Linked DNA regions of Danio rerio: region 2 is linked to region 1. The links are chromatin contacts, called in public Micro-C maps. All regions are on one chromosome and are shown on one strand. The core of a region is the stretch at or near the end of the contact, and the rest is flanking DNA. Distances in the headings are between cores, read along the strand shown. Region 1 holds the start of zgc:193812. Region 2 holds the start of LOC100002706 (E3 ubiquitin-protein ligase Hakai).

What was found. A called contact is a pair of places that touch in the nucleus more often than the background predicts.
Region 2: a contact with region 1 is called in a Micro-C map of caudal fin, with 9 times the contacts expected there. The contact joins the promoter of LOC100002706 here to the promoter of zgc:193812 in region 1. A contact is called at or near these places in 3 of 18 Hi-C or Micro-C datasets (caudal fin, hematopoietic stem cells and an unstated tissue) and 1 of 4 datasets of contacts at active chromatin or transcription factors (embryo).

The regions. Positions count from the first base shown.
Region 1 is chr25:20,719,420-20,725,974 of GRCz12tu, reverse strand. It overlaps zgc:193812, which reads left to right and starts at 1,742. Exons shown (of 4, transcript NM_001291888.1): 1 at 1,742-1,962; 2 at 2,160-2,277; 3 at 2,372-2,499; 4 at 2,598-2,823. The coding sequence starts at 1,810. The coding sequence ends at 2,690.
Region 2 is chr25:20,989,761-20,996,333 of GRCz12tu, reverse strand. It overlaps LOC100002706 (E3 ubiquitin-protein ligase Hakai), which reads right to left and starts at 4,088. Exons shown (of 6, transcript XM_073943099.1): 1 at 4,042-4,088; 2 at 3,326-3,484; 3 at 1,122-1,222; 4 at 917-1,000; 5 at 759-832. The coding sequence starts at 4,054. It overlaps zgc:101783, which reads right to left. Exons shown (of 9, transcript NM_001004622.1): 6 at 6,040-6,090; 7 at 5,324-5,408; 8 at 5,116-5,242; 9 at 4,716-5,017. The coding sequence ends at 4,931.

The DNA of each region.
Region 1 (6,555 bases), core at 493-2,992:
TAACTGCACAGTTTAAACATCACTAAATAACCTAAATGTTGTAATATATTGTTAAATTATTATATTGTTGGGTGACGAGGTGGCGCAGTAGGTAGTGCTGTCGCCTCACAGTAAGAAGGTTGCTGGTTCGAGCCTCAGCTGGGTCAGTTGGCATTTCTGTGTGGAGTTTGCATGTTCTCCCAATGTTCGCATGGTTTCCTCCGGGTGCTCTGGTTTCCCCCACAAGTCCAAAGACATGCAGTGCAGGTGAATTGGGTAAGCTAAATTGTACGTAGTGTATGAGTGTGTGAATGAGTGTGTATGGTTGTTTCCCAGAGATGGGTTGCAGCTGTAAAAATATGCTGGATAAGTTGGCGGTTCATTCCGCTGTGGCGACCCCAGATTAATAAAGGGACTAATTATAATGAATTATATTGTTGTTGTTTTATGCAATATTATGTCGTATTTTGACACTCGTTATTTGACAATGTTTAAAGTTTACAGTAATTTTGTTTTTTTAGATAAGTTTGCAAACATTTATTGTTAAGTTGATTCCAAGCCTTTGTCATTTATAAAGGATTTATGAAGCATAAATAGTCCTCACTTTATATTAGGTCATAAAACTGCATAAAGTTGAGTTGATAAAGCATTTATTAACATACATAATAACTATTATTATATGCCTGAATAATAAAATATATGAATGTTGATTTAAATATTTTATTAATCATTTATTTGCTCATTCTGAATAATCTTAAAAACCCCAACTACTCGTAAATACAAATAGTTTGTAAATAATGCAATACTGAATTTAGTAATGAACAATTAACAAGTAGCAAAGTATAAATATACAATTATTACGGACACTATAAATGTGTTTTAAAGTCAAGAATAAAGCATTAGAAGCTGTATAACTTGCTTACTAACATCTATTGACGTAGAGTTAATGCTTAACAAATAATGAGTTAATTATGTAGTTATTACAGTGTTACCATACTAAATTATCTTTTTTGCTAGTATAGGTTTACTAAGTTAAAATAATTGTATGTTATTTAAAAATTATTGAATTATTTGGTATACCTGTTTTATTATTATAATTATAAATATCACTAATAAACATTAAACATCTACTATATTAACAGCTTTACTTCTACCTTTTTAAATAATATAATTTTTGTAATACATGAGAAGCTATTTTATAGTTATTGTTAATAATAACCATTTAAAAGATTAAAATCACTACTGCTAACAATACATTAACTTTAATAAATGTTAAACTTAATACTTCAACTAAAATAACTTATTTAATAGCAATTTATTAAAAATAAATAATTAATTTGTCATAATTTTATTCAGTTGTTGTTTTAATATTATTACAAAACTAACCACTGTTATTAAAACACTATTACTAATAATAGCGAGTTGTCAATTTAATAAGACTTTTATATCAATGAAATTAGTATTGCAGCAAACATAAATACAACAACAATAATAGTTAAGTAAATAACTTTTTATCTATTAATTAACTACTAATATTAGTTTTATTTAATTAAACATGTAAATCATAACATATAACATGCGCAATAAAATAACATAAAATAAAACATTTAGTTGATAATTTATTATAATTTCTTGAAAGGTGAAAAAAAAAATTAAAAATACCAAATAAATATTGACAAATAAATATTATTTGGCGGTGTATTGAATGTGTTGCCCTTCACTATCCTGCGCATTTAGCGCGCACACTTGACGCACTAAACGCATTTCGATGTTTGTTGTCATGCGCGCGACCCACGCTGCTCACTCAATAAAGCTGCGGTGTTTTAGCTGATGTATTCCCAAATTATTACATTTGTACGAATATTTCTATTACCATCCGTGAAACCCTCACTATATTACAGTCGGACGCTTTTGACGAGTAAACCCACACTTCGCAACCCCGTTTACTCACAATACAACACGATGCCTAAAAAGGACAAGACGGTAGGGCTCATTACATTTCTTCATTAATAATAATATCTTGTAGGATTAGATTAGTAATGACAGCAGCATGACATATTAAGCTACCAAATTACGAGTCAGGATTTTACTTGTGTCTATGTGTTTGTCAATTCCATATATGATAATTTTATGACTGAGAACTGACAGTGTGACAACTTTTAAACCTTTATTCCCCTTAGAGCAAAAGCAGTCCAAAAGTACCAGAGATTCCTCCCGGCCCTGTTATGAAACTTAAAGACGGGACCATAACAATAGCAATACATGCTAAACCCGGGGCCAAACAAAACGCAGTCACCGGTTAAGTCTGTCAGATATTTGGATGAAGACACATACTCGTTATCTGTTGGGAGTTGGTTCACAGTAACCCCAGTTTTTCCTCTTGTTTTGCCAGATGTGTCTGAGGAGGCGGTGGGGGTCGCCATTGCTGCGCCGCCGACAGATGGAGAGGCAAACGCTGAACTCCTGCGCTTTTTATCCAAAGTCCTGCAGCTGAAGAAAAGCGAAGTATCATTAGACAAGGTCAGCTCCTATAAACGCCGTTATTTAAGTGCTTTCTGGCCGCTAAGCTTAATTATATGCTTTTATTAATCATTAATGTGGTTTCAATTGCACAACAGGGGTCCAAATCGAGAGAAAAGGTGATCAGAGTGACGGCAGATGTGAGCCAGGAGGAAATCCTCAAGAAACTGAGGACAGAGGCTAGTGCTTGATGCTGAAGTGGGTTGATTGTTTAGTTCCGGAATATCCTTAATTCAAGAAAATTATCATCAAGTCAACCATATTAAGATTTTTTTTTTTGTCAAATAAAATGTACATATATTTTTTATGTCTTTGCTGTTCAGGTTTTTATTTGTGTGTGTGTGTGTGTGTGTGTGTGTGTGTGTGTGTGTGTGTGTGTGTGTTTTGTGGTCTAAACAATACCAGTACACATTGATTCTTTTGGCCAGTTTGGCCAGAGAAGAAATGGTCTTGCCCGATTGAGCCTGGTTTCTCAAGTTTTTATCCTTCAGTCTACTCATTTTATAAAGTTTTGTTCCTCGCTGCTGTCACCACTGGCTTGCTGGGTTTTGGGCCTTGTGGAGCTGTGCATCAGTGGATTTGCTCTTTGGTGTTTGGAGTTTCAGCAGTGAAATTTAAAGCACACTAAACTGAACAAAACAGAACTTAAACTCTGAAAACTAGACTGACACAGAATTAATTTACAAGAACTTCATTTATCTTAAGCTGCTTTGACACAATCTACATTGTTAAAGCGCTATAAAAATAAAGATGAAATGAAGTTTATTTATAATGATTGACATGCTTATGATTGACCACAGCTTGTCCCGCATTAGCTATCATATGATTCAGACGAATCCAAATGCACAAAAATAACCAGATTTTCTTACCTTAGGCATCTTCGATTTGGAAGAATCTTTCACCCACCCCTACAGCTCCCCTATTCCTTTCTATAAGTTAATCCAGGACAGGATGGCACTGCAGCTCAGTGGTTACCACTGTTGCCTCGCAGCAAAAAGCTTGCTGATTCGAGTCCTGGCTAGCCTATTGGCTTTTCTGTGTGAAGTTTGTATGTTCTCCCTGTGTTGCCGTCGCTTTCCCCTGTACTCCGGTTTCCTCCCACAGTCCAAAGACATGAAGTATAAGTGAATTATGAGTGTTTTAGTTCTGGGAATTCACCGCTAGCCTTATGCTGCTACAGTTGGTGGTTCATTTCACCGTGGAAACCCACAATAATTAAGGAATAGGGCGAGCAAACTAATTCAAGGTATCTCTCGAGACCTAACTGAGCCTAGGAAATGAAAGGGAGCCCCAGGCTCAAGGATCTTCTGAGCTCTCAGGGCTCTCAGGGACAGCATGCCAAACGCTTTATTATCAATTATCAGCGAAGTGTGAACTCTTGAATTGAATTAAACTTAGAGTGCAGTGAGTATGAGAGTACAACAAATATTTTTTTACAATCCTATTTTGCTGAAAAAAAAAAAAATTCACAATGGTGTTATCAACACTTTCAGAAAAAGGAAAAAAAAATGTTTAAGACAGAAGAGAGAACAATGTCAAATTTACTGTGTTGCCTGTGTATACTCTGCATTTCAAATACCTCAGTGGTGATTCTTTTATTGTAATTTGATGCAAAGATTATATAATAGATACATAAATACGTATAAATGTTCATATGTTTAAAAAAAATCTAAATATTAAAAAGTTCAAAGATTTAAGATGCTGATTACCATTAAATGTGTCTTGTGAAAAGGGTTCATATGGTCAAAAGTGGTGTACGGCTTAGGAAAAATCAACCAAAGTGAGTAATGAATTAGATAGCTTTTTATCCAAAGTAAGAAATATGTGAGGAATATTATGAATTCAACCTACAGAAGTAGGGGAGTCCCAACCTTGTGTTTATAATATTTTATATTTATATAATGTTTTATCGTGGATTAATTGTGAATAGCTACAACAATGGTCTCAAACTCAATTCCTAGAGGGCCAGAGCTTTGCATAGTTTAGCTCCAACCATCTCCAACCCACACCTGCTTAATAGTCTCTATTAGTCTTAAACATTAGATTAGTTGGATCACCTGTATTTGATTAGCATTGGAGCAAAACTGTGCAGAGCTGTGGTCTTCCAGGAACTGAGCTTGAGACCTATGCGCTACACTAAACAGAGGCCTGTCGCACAAAGACAGTTTTGGTTTTTACCCAGGTTAAGTTTTCAGGCTCAATAATGTGAGTTGGTTTGGTGATGGTTTCTTCACTATAGTAACTTGCGCTACATGGCTAATCTATTCTGGAGCAGGTTTAATTTTGAGTTATACATCGCAAACCCAAACCTGAACAATCAGCTGAGTAAAGTGGCATATTTGATCCTAAAAACCACTCCCAGTCCCCATAGCTCAGAATTAAAGCCTTTTACGCTGTAAGTATTCTGAGTCACAATTGTCTATTTCTAAAATTTATTTGAATTAAATAATTTAATTTCATTTTTAGGCTACATTATGCTACATGTTCGAATGGTTTTGAGTTGTTAATTAATATTATTAATAGGTTTAAAATGTAAAAATAATTTATTAAAATTTGTATTTAAATCTAAATTTGCTTAAATATATAAAGCTTTAAAATGAATCCTTTGAGCTGTCTGTGAACCTGCATTATTCAAATCAGTTGATTGATTTACATTGATATATTTTCTTTTTAAGTTGCCTTCTCAAATCTTTGCTGCATCAGCAATGTTTATGTCTGCTTTATAAATGTGTTTAAATTCATATATAAATTCACTCTTGTGTGCGTTTGATTTGCTGTTTGCTGCACGTGTCACACTTTCAGCTGCATGCAGTCCAGAATTCATCACAAACGCAGGGTATTCTATAGAAATAAAGATGAATTGAATTGAATTGTTTGAAATTTATGCTCAGTTTTTCTCATTAAGGACTTATTATGTGGTCTCTGTTGCCATCTTGTGGCGGAATGTCAACTATTAATTTCTTTGCTCTGCTGATGGCCACCAATGTGCTCAATCTTTCAAATTATGTATATTTAAAAAAAAAAAAAGGCACTATCCTTATAAATAAACTGCACTGCAATCTAAATAATACTCGGACAAAAAAAAAAAAAAACCTCCAAAGTACATTATGTTGTCCAACAGCTGCAATATTTGTCAAACAGAGCAATAAGATTTGAGAACCTAGACAGAACTGTTGTGTACATACAGTTAAAGTCAGAATTATTAGCCCCCCTGAATAATTAGCCCCGTTTATTATTTTACCCCAATTTCTGTTTAACGGAGAGAAGAATTTTTCAACACATTTCTAAACAATAGTTTTAATAACTCATTTCTAATAACTGATTTATTTTATCTTTGCCATAATGAAAGTAAATCATTGTACTAGATATTTTTCAAGACACTTCTATACAGCTTAAAATGACATTTAAAGGCTTAACTAGGTTAATTAGGTTAACTAGGCAGGTTAGGGGAATTAGGCAAGTTATTGTATAACAATGGTTTGTTCTGTAGACTATCGAAAAAAGATATGGTTTGAAGGGAATAATAAATTATGACCTTCAAAAAATAATTTTGAATTAAAAACTGGTTTTATTCTAGCCGAAATAAAGCAAGTAAGACTTTCTCCAGAAGAAATACTATTATCAGACCTACTGTGAAAATTTCCCTGCTCTGTAGACATCATTTGGGAAATATTTAAAAAAGGGGGAAAAAAATTCAAAGGGGGGCTAATAATTCTGAATTCAACTGTAAATACATTTTGATCAACAACTTTAAATTAACGTGTAGTTTAAAGCTGTCTTTTTTTTTTTTTTTTTTTTTTGATTTTCACATACTTTGCTTCAAATCAGAATCTCCCTTGTTGTGATGTAACTTTGTAGTAGATTGGTTTGGTTCATGACACGTAACACTTTAACAAAGAGTTGTTTTTTCAATCTGGGAAAAAATGCTTTATTTTAAACAATAAGTAATAAATAAAAATACGCACACTGATGCAACATATTTCAAATGTTACCTTGCTAAAATCTCATCATACACCATGAAAAGAATACATTTTATTTGACCAAAATGTTATAGTC
Region 2 (6,573 bases), core at 2,839-5,338, 270 kb before region 1:
AGTTATGTCAACATATGCAAAACCGATACAAAAAAATTTGTTTGTTTGGACCCAAACAAATATTTGTTGGATTTTTAAAGTTAATTTGATTGCCTAAATAAAAATCTGTGGATATTATCGATGCATTTATTGGGTAAAACTGCTACTTTTTAGTGTCTTATGTGTTTTTGGTTATTATCAATGCACTGTCACTTTAACTGAGTGTAAGTAGCACAGCCAAAATAGACCCAGCGCCGAAATGACCACAGCTCTGCTTTTGCGTGCGGTATGAAAACTCAAATCCAGGGGTCATCAAACTTGTTCCTGGAGGGCTGGTGTCCTGCAGATTTTAGCTCCAACCCTAATCAAACACACCTGAACCAGCTAATCAAAGTCTTACTAGGTATACTTGAAACACCCAGGCAGGCAAGTTGGAGCTAAACACTGCAGAGGGTCACAGCCCTCCAGGACCAGGATTGGTGACCCCTGCTCTAATCTGTTAGCATGGATGCTGAAAAAAGTATGTTCTGCTCCCACTCTGTTTGCACATGCGGTGTGAAAAAGGCTGTTTCTAACACTAATCAGTTCATTATTTGTATTAAATAGCTAACATAAATGCTGGATATTTCAGAAAAGTACAGTATGTGCCTCTGAACCACAAACTCAGCTGATATCCTCTTATTCTAACACAAACAGACGTTACCAGGGAAACAGAACATGCTGCTTTTTTTCATGCTGTAAACACAAACAGAATTCAGTTAAACAAACTGAAAACTCACCCAGGGCACATTTTGTCACACTTCTTCTCGTAATACACTGCACAGTCATAGCAGAAAACATGTTTACAGGGGATCTAGTGGAAACAAAAAGCCTTGTTTTCAACGAAGGATCTCAAGGAATATAAAGAGTATTGTAGGGTCACGAATGTTGTTTTTACCATTCGCCCATAAATCTTTATGGGCAGGCCACACTTGTCGCAGAAATGGACTGGAGTGTCATCTTTTACTCCAACCAAGTTGAGCTGTGGAAACAAGCAGGTCATACTTATGTTACATATTTAAACACCTATTCAATTATTATTAAATGCTCTTTATTGTTAAAAACATTATTGATTTGTAACTAACTGAAGACAAACATGTAACCTTATAATCCCAGAAGATTGGATGAGGGAATCTGCGATGGCTTCCATATGCATCACCTGATTTACACTCAAATCTTTCCTCCTGTTTATATCTGAAAGGCTCTAAAGATCACAAATAATTTCATTTTTAAAAGACAAGAAAATAAGACATAGCAAAATCAGTGAAAACCTAATCAAATATTTAACAATTTCAAAGACAAATATAAATGTTTCATAATACATTGTGACATCAAAATCCTGATTTCTTAGGCCCTGTTTCCACCAATACGTTTTCTCTTAAAACGGCATTTTAGAACGAAAATGATCCATGTCCACACTGGCGTTTCCTTGAGCCTTTCTGAAAAGCTCTCCGTCCACACTACACCACTGAAAACGCACATCAGGTGACCATACTTGCACTCTAGCATGCACTGACAGTATTCCTGAGTCCAGGCAGTCAGCAGGAGCTTTGAGCACACATGTCTGTTTGACTGATTGCTTGCCTTTATTTCCTGTATTATGTCAACTTATTAGCTGCATCCCAAATCGCATACTTATGCACTATTCTACGCCATTTTGTAGTATAAATAGTGTAAGTAGTGTGTTCACACTGAAAATTCAAAAAATTATTAGTGCACTTTAATTACCCGGATGATGCACTCATTCAGCCGCTAAAATGAAGTGTGGAATGATGGACACTTCATGCACTCAACGACCGCAGGTTTGCTTACGCAGCGGAAGGGGCGGAGCTATCGGATGCACATGTTGAATAACGTTATTTTGGATGGTGAAAGCAAAATTCTCCTACGAGAGTGATTATAGCGCCTCCCGATGGTAAATGCTGCAATACTCACGGCAGGTATTATTTGATAATTCGGTCGTTTATTTCGCTGATTTGGCAACCGTCAAACGTCATCAGGGAAACGGTTTGAATTTCCACTTAGTAAAAAAAACATTAGTGTGCCATTTGGGACGCCACTACATACATATACTATCCTGTTGAGTGTGTAAGTGCATAAGTACATAGTGCATGAGTGCATAGTGTATAGTGTGCCATTTGGGATGCAGCTATTGTTACTTACTATTAGCTATCTATTACTTACTTATTACTTAATTACTTATTATGTATGAGAGAGTTTTACCTCTAAATTTATATCTGGTGATGATGTCTGTGGGTGTCACAAGTCAAAATGAAAGCACAGGTTTCGCTTATAATGTCTTATTGCTCATCATAAAGAATTAAAATAAGGATGCTTGACAGCTGAGCGGGACTCTGCAAAATAAACCGTAAAACTGACCAATGTGAGTGGAGTATACTCGCACATGACTTGTTTTAGCTCTTTTGGTCGATATAAAAACTTTTCTGTGTGAAAGCGAACTGCACCAAGAACAAAGAGCAACATTGTAACAATTTTAATCCCTGTTTCGAAACAAGAGAATCGATCCACATGTGTGAAAGCACCCTTAATCAGAGTATTGTTCTAATAATTACATTCGGATTATTGGTGTAAACGTACTCAGTGACAAATAGGGATGCAATTATGAGAAAGATGTCAGAATGGTGAGATATAAACTCGCAAATGGAAATGATTCTGAATTCCATGTTATATGGTAAGTTTAACTTTAATACATTTTGTTACTTTAACTTAATCATTAATTAAGCTGTAATTAATTTTAGCTATTCATTTGCAAGTCAACAGCATTTTGTGGGACTGAAAAGGCAATAAAAATGGTTTAAAGGTGCACATTAAAAAAAAAATCAGAAAAGATAAGTATTATTATAAGTATTATTTAGAAGTCATTTTTTTGTGATCCATTGGACAGGGTGTTGTTGATAATGTTGTTATCTATAGGCAGATTTATTATGCAGAAGTTAAATCATTTAAATGTTCTCTTAAACTAAGAATTGCAAAAAAAAAAAAAACTATTATTTTTAATATTAAAAAAAGTCACAACTATTGTTTTTAATCATGTGTCCAGAAAATATAGAAAATCTTTAAATGTATGAAAAGTAACCTATATAAATTTAGCAATTGCAGACTGAGTCAGTCCTAAAGATCAGGCAGCATTTCCCAAAAGCATCGTTAGCCAAGTGATCATAGAGTGCATTGATGTCAATAGTTCAGTGATCTACTTTGGATGCTTTTAGGAAATTCATTCCAGATGTGTGTGTAGCATTATGTCCAATTTAATTGTACTATACTTTAGTCACAAACTGAGACCAACCTTCCTCTCTCTTTGAGGGCAGTCTGGTGGCTGGACGCTGAGGTTGGGCAGGTGGTTTGCCTCTCATTGTCTGTTTAGACAGTAACTTGATTGGGATCTGTCTGCGAACATCAAGACCTCCAAGTGATCCAGAACCATCAGTTCCCTGAAGGTCATTATCTGAGGAGGACACAGAAGACATCCAAAATAAGTAAACTACACTATACAAGCACACACAGCATTAATGCTACATCATAAACACAGTTTATCACCGTATTACCTCTGAATAAAAAGAAGCACTTCCTGAAATGGATAAATAGATAAACAGTACTACTATAGGCATTATTATAATTCAATTAACGAACACATGAGTGCAATAACAAGCAAAACAAACTAAAAAACCCAAGGCCAGTGACTTCTATATGAAGACAAGCGTTAGTTCTACCACAACGCTTACAGAAACTCTACATGTTAATTCATGAGTATACAGGTGTTTTAATACATATCTAAGACTAATTTGAATGTTTCTGGGTTTATGGCACTTGGACGTCCTGTCAGCCTCTAGTTAGCGGGATACTGACAATAAATGCGTTCACTGCCAACACATAGCGACATATAAATGGCACCAAGGGCTCGCTGCTTTACTGGCAGGTGGTTGTCTTTCACTATGAAACGTTTTGTGTATTTAAAATGTAAATTTGGCGTAAAATGCTTCATTATATTAGCTTGTAGCTCACCATTTTGGTCCATGACTTGACGCGGTGCATTACTGCGTTGAAGTGATGGGAGTGGCTTCGTGTCGTTTGCAGATCAACGCTGCGCACAGTTTACGCAAGCGTGCGATGTATGCTTTCGATTTGGCACGTTGCAAGTTGTTTGGTCATAAAAAATAATATTTCTTTACCATGATTTAAGTCATAATCATAACTAGCAAAATGTAATTAATTCATTTTGATTTTAACCCGTTCAAATACTAAATGCTAAACATCTGAAATGTTTTATGAGGCATACAAACTATACTACAACAGCATCATAAACCACATAGAGATAACAGCATTAGTTTCAACTGTACTCATTAAACTGGCGATGATTTTTAAAATAAAACACCCAGGGATTAAAAAAAGCATAATTAACTTAATTATATAATATACATCATCATTATCTATAATTGTTGTGCATCAACTAAAACAAATCTTTAGAAGACAGTCTGTCCAACAAAAGTCACAAAAGACATCACATATTTTTATTTTTGCCACTTTGCATTCGAAAATACTGATAATGGCCACTTAATACTTTGGATCAAAAAGGTTTTTAACCCCTGTTGTAGGCTACTACCACCTTTTAACAAAAACACACACACAGAACTAAAATGCCTGTATAATTAAATTTTTAGGAAAAAAAAAACGTTAAATATGATGAATTTTTTATTTTTATATCAAAAGCGTCTCACACTCAAGTACAAGTTTCTCAGTACATATTCCCATATATTGGTATCCAAACCAATGCACACGCATGTTTTTAATTACATCATTGGGGTTGGGGGAAATGATACCCAAAGATGGCAAAATAGCTTCCAGTGGCAGATTTAAAAGTGACAAGCAACTGTTCTTTGGTGCAGTAGGAAAATCAGCGTAATCTTGGTATGCAACCTTCCATCTCTATCATTTCTGGCCATCCATCATACTTATTGGTGTCCCGGTCATTCTTCATGTGCTGAAAAAAAAAACATAAATGAGAGAAAAAGTTGCACAAAAGCACAAAATAAAAAAGTATTTTATTGCATGAATTGTTACTTTTGGCAATGGCATTACCTGCTCAAAATAGACTCGGGCTAAGGTGTTTTTTCCTCCCACAAAGATCCAGTTATCTCTGAAACCGATTTTAGATATAAATGCACTGCCAAGCTCTGCAAGAAGCGTCCTTGCTTCCTCATTTAGCCTATAATAAAAGAAACCACATTTATTATCACGATAAGACAACATCAGTATAGGATGTACATGCAAACTAAAACTACTGTACTTTGTGTATGGATCATCAAAAGTGGTAATCAGCACAAAAGAACCATCCTCTATTGACTTCAGAAACTCTATTAACTCTTCAACCTCTGAAAAACAACAGAAGATTGAGTTATTACATAGTTGAAGTCAGAATTATTAGCCCCCCTTTGAATTTGTTTTTCTTTTTTAAATATTTCCCAAATGATGTTCAACAGAGCAAGAAAATTTTTACAGTATGTCTGATAATATTTTTTAGTCTGGAAAGTGGTATTTGCTTTATTTCAGCTAGAATAAAAGCAGTTTAAACACCATTTTTTAAGGTCAAAATTATTAACCCCTTTTAAGCTATATTTTATCGATTGTCTAAAGAACAAACTATCGCTATACAATGACTTGCCTAATTACCCTAACCTGCCTAGTTAACCTAATTAATCTAGTTAAGCCTTTAAGTGTCACTTTAAGCTGTATAGAAGTGTCTTGAAAATTATCTAGTAATATATTATTTACTGTCATCATGGCAAAGATCAAATAAATCACTTATTAGAAGTGAGTTATTAAAACTATTATGTTTAGAAATGCGCTGAAAAAAATCTTCTCTCCGTTAAACAGAAATTGGGGATAAAATAAACAGAGGGGGGTGGCTAATAATTCTGATCTCAACTGTATGTGTGACCTGTAAATGCAAATCTGTATTTACAAGGTAAGAAATTAGATCAGTAACATGAAGATGAAACATACTTCCAGTCCACATATTGAAGCTGCCAGTTTTGACGTGCTCACCCGTTTCTTCTGAATTTTTAAAACAAAGTTAAAAAAGAGCATTTATCAAACATAAAATAAACAGCAACATCAACAGTAATATTAAAATCAATGGTGAAGGAAGTACACAAGACTAACATTTCAGAAAAAGTACAGGTACCCTAATAAAATATATTTCAGAATAAATATTAACTGATATTAGACCCAGTGAGTTGATGAAGAGACACTCTCTCTGGCTGGAGACTAACTATGAACAGATCATTTGAACCTGTGAGTTGTTGACTGGAGACTAACTATGAACAGATCATGTGAACCAGTGAGTCATTTACTGGAGAATAACTCTGAACAGATCATTTGAACAAGTGAATTTTTGAATGAAGACTAACTCTGAGCAAATCATTTTAATTAGTGAGTCACTGACTAGTTCTCTTTGAATCATTTGAACACATGGGTTGGCGACAGAGGCAAAAATACACTCAGCAAGAAATAAAGAAATAAATTAGAAATAAAATA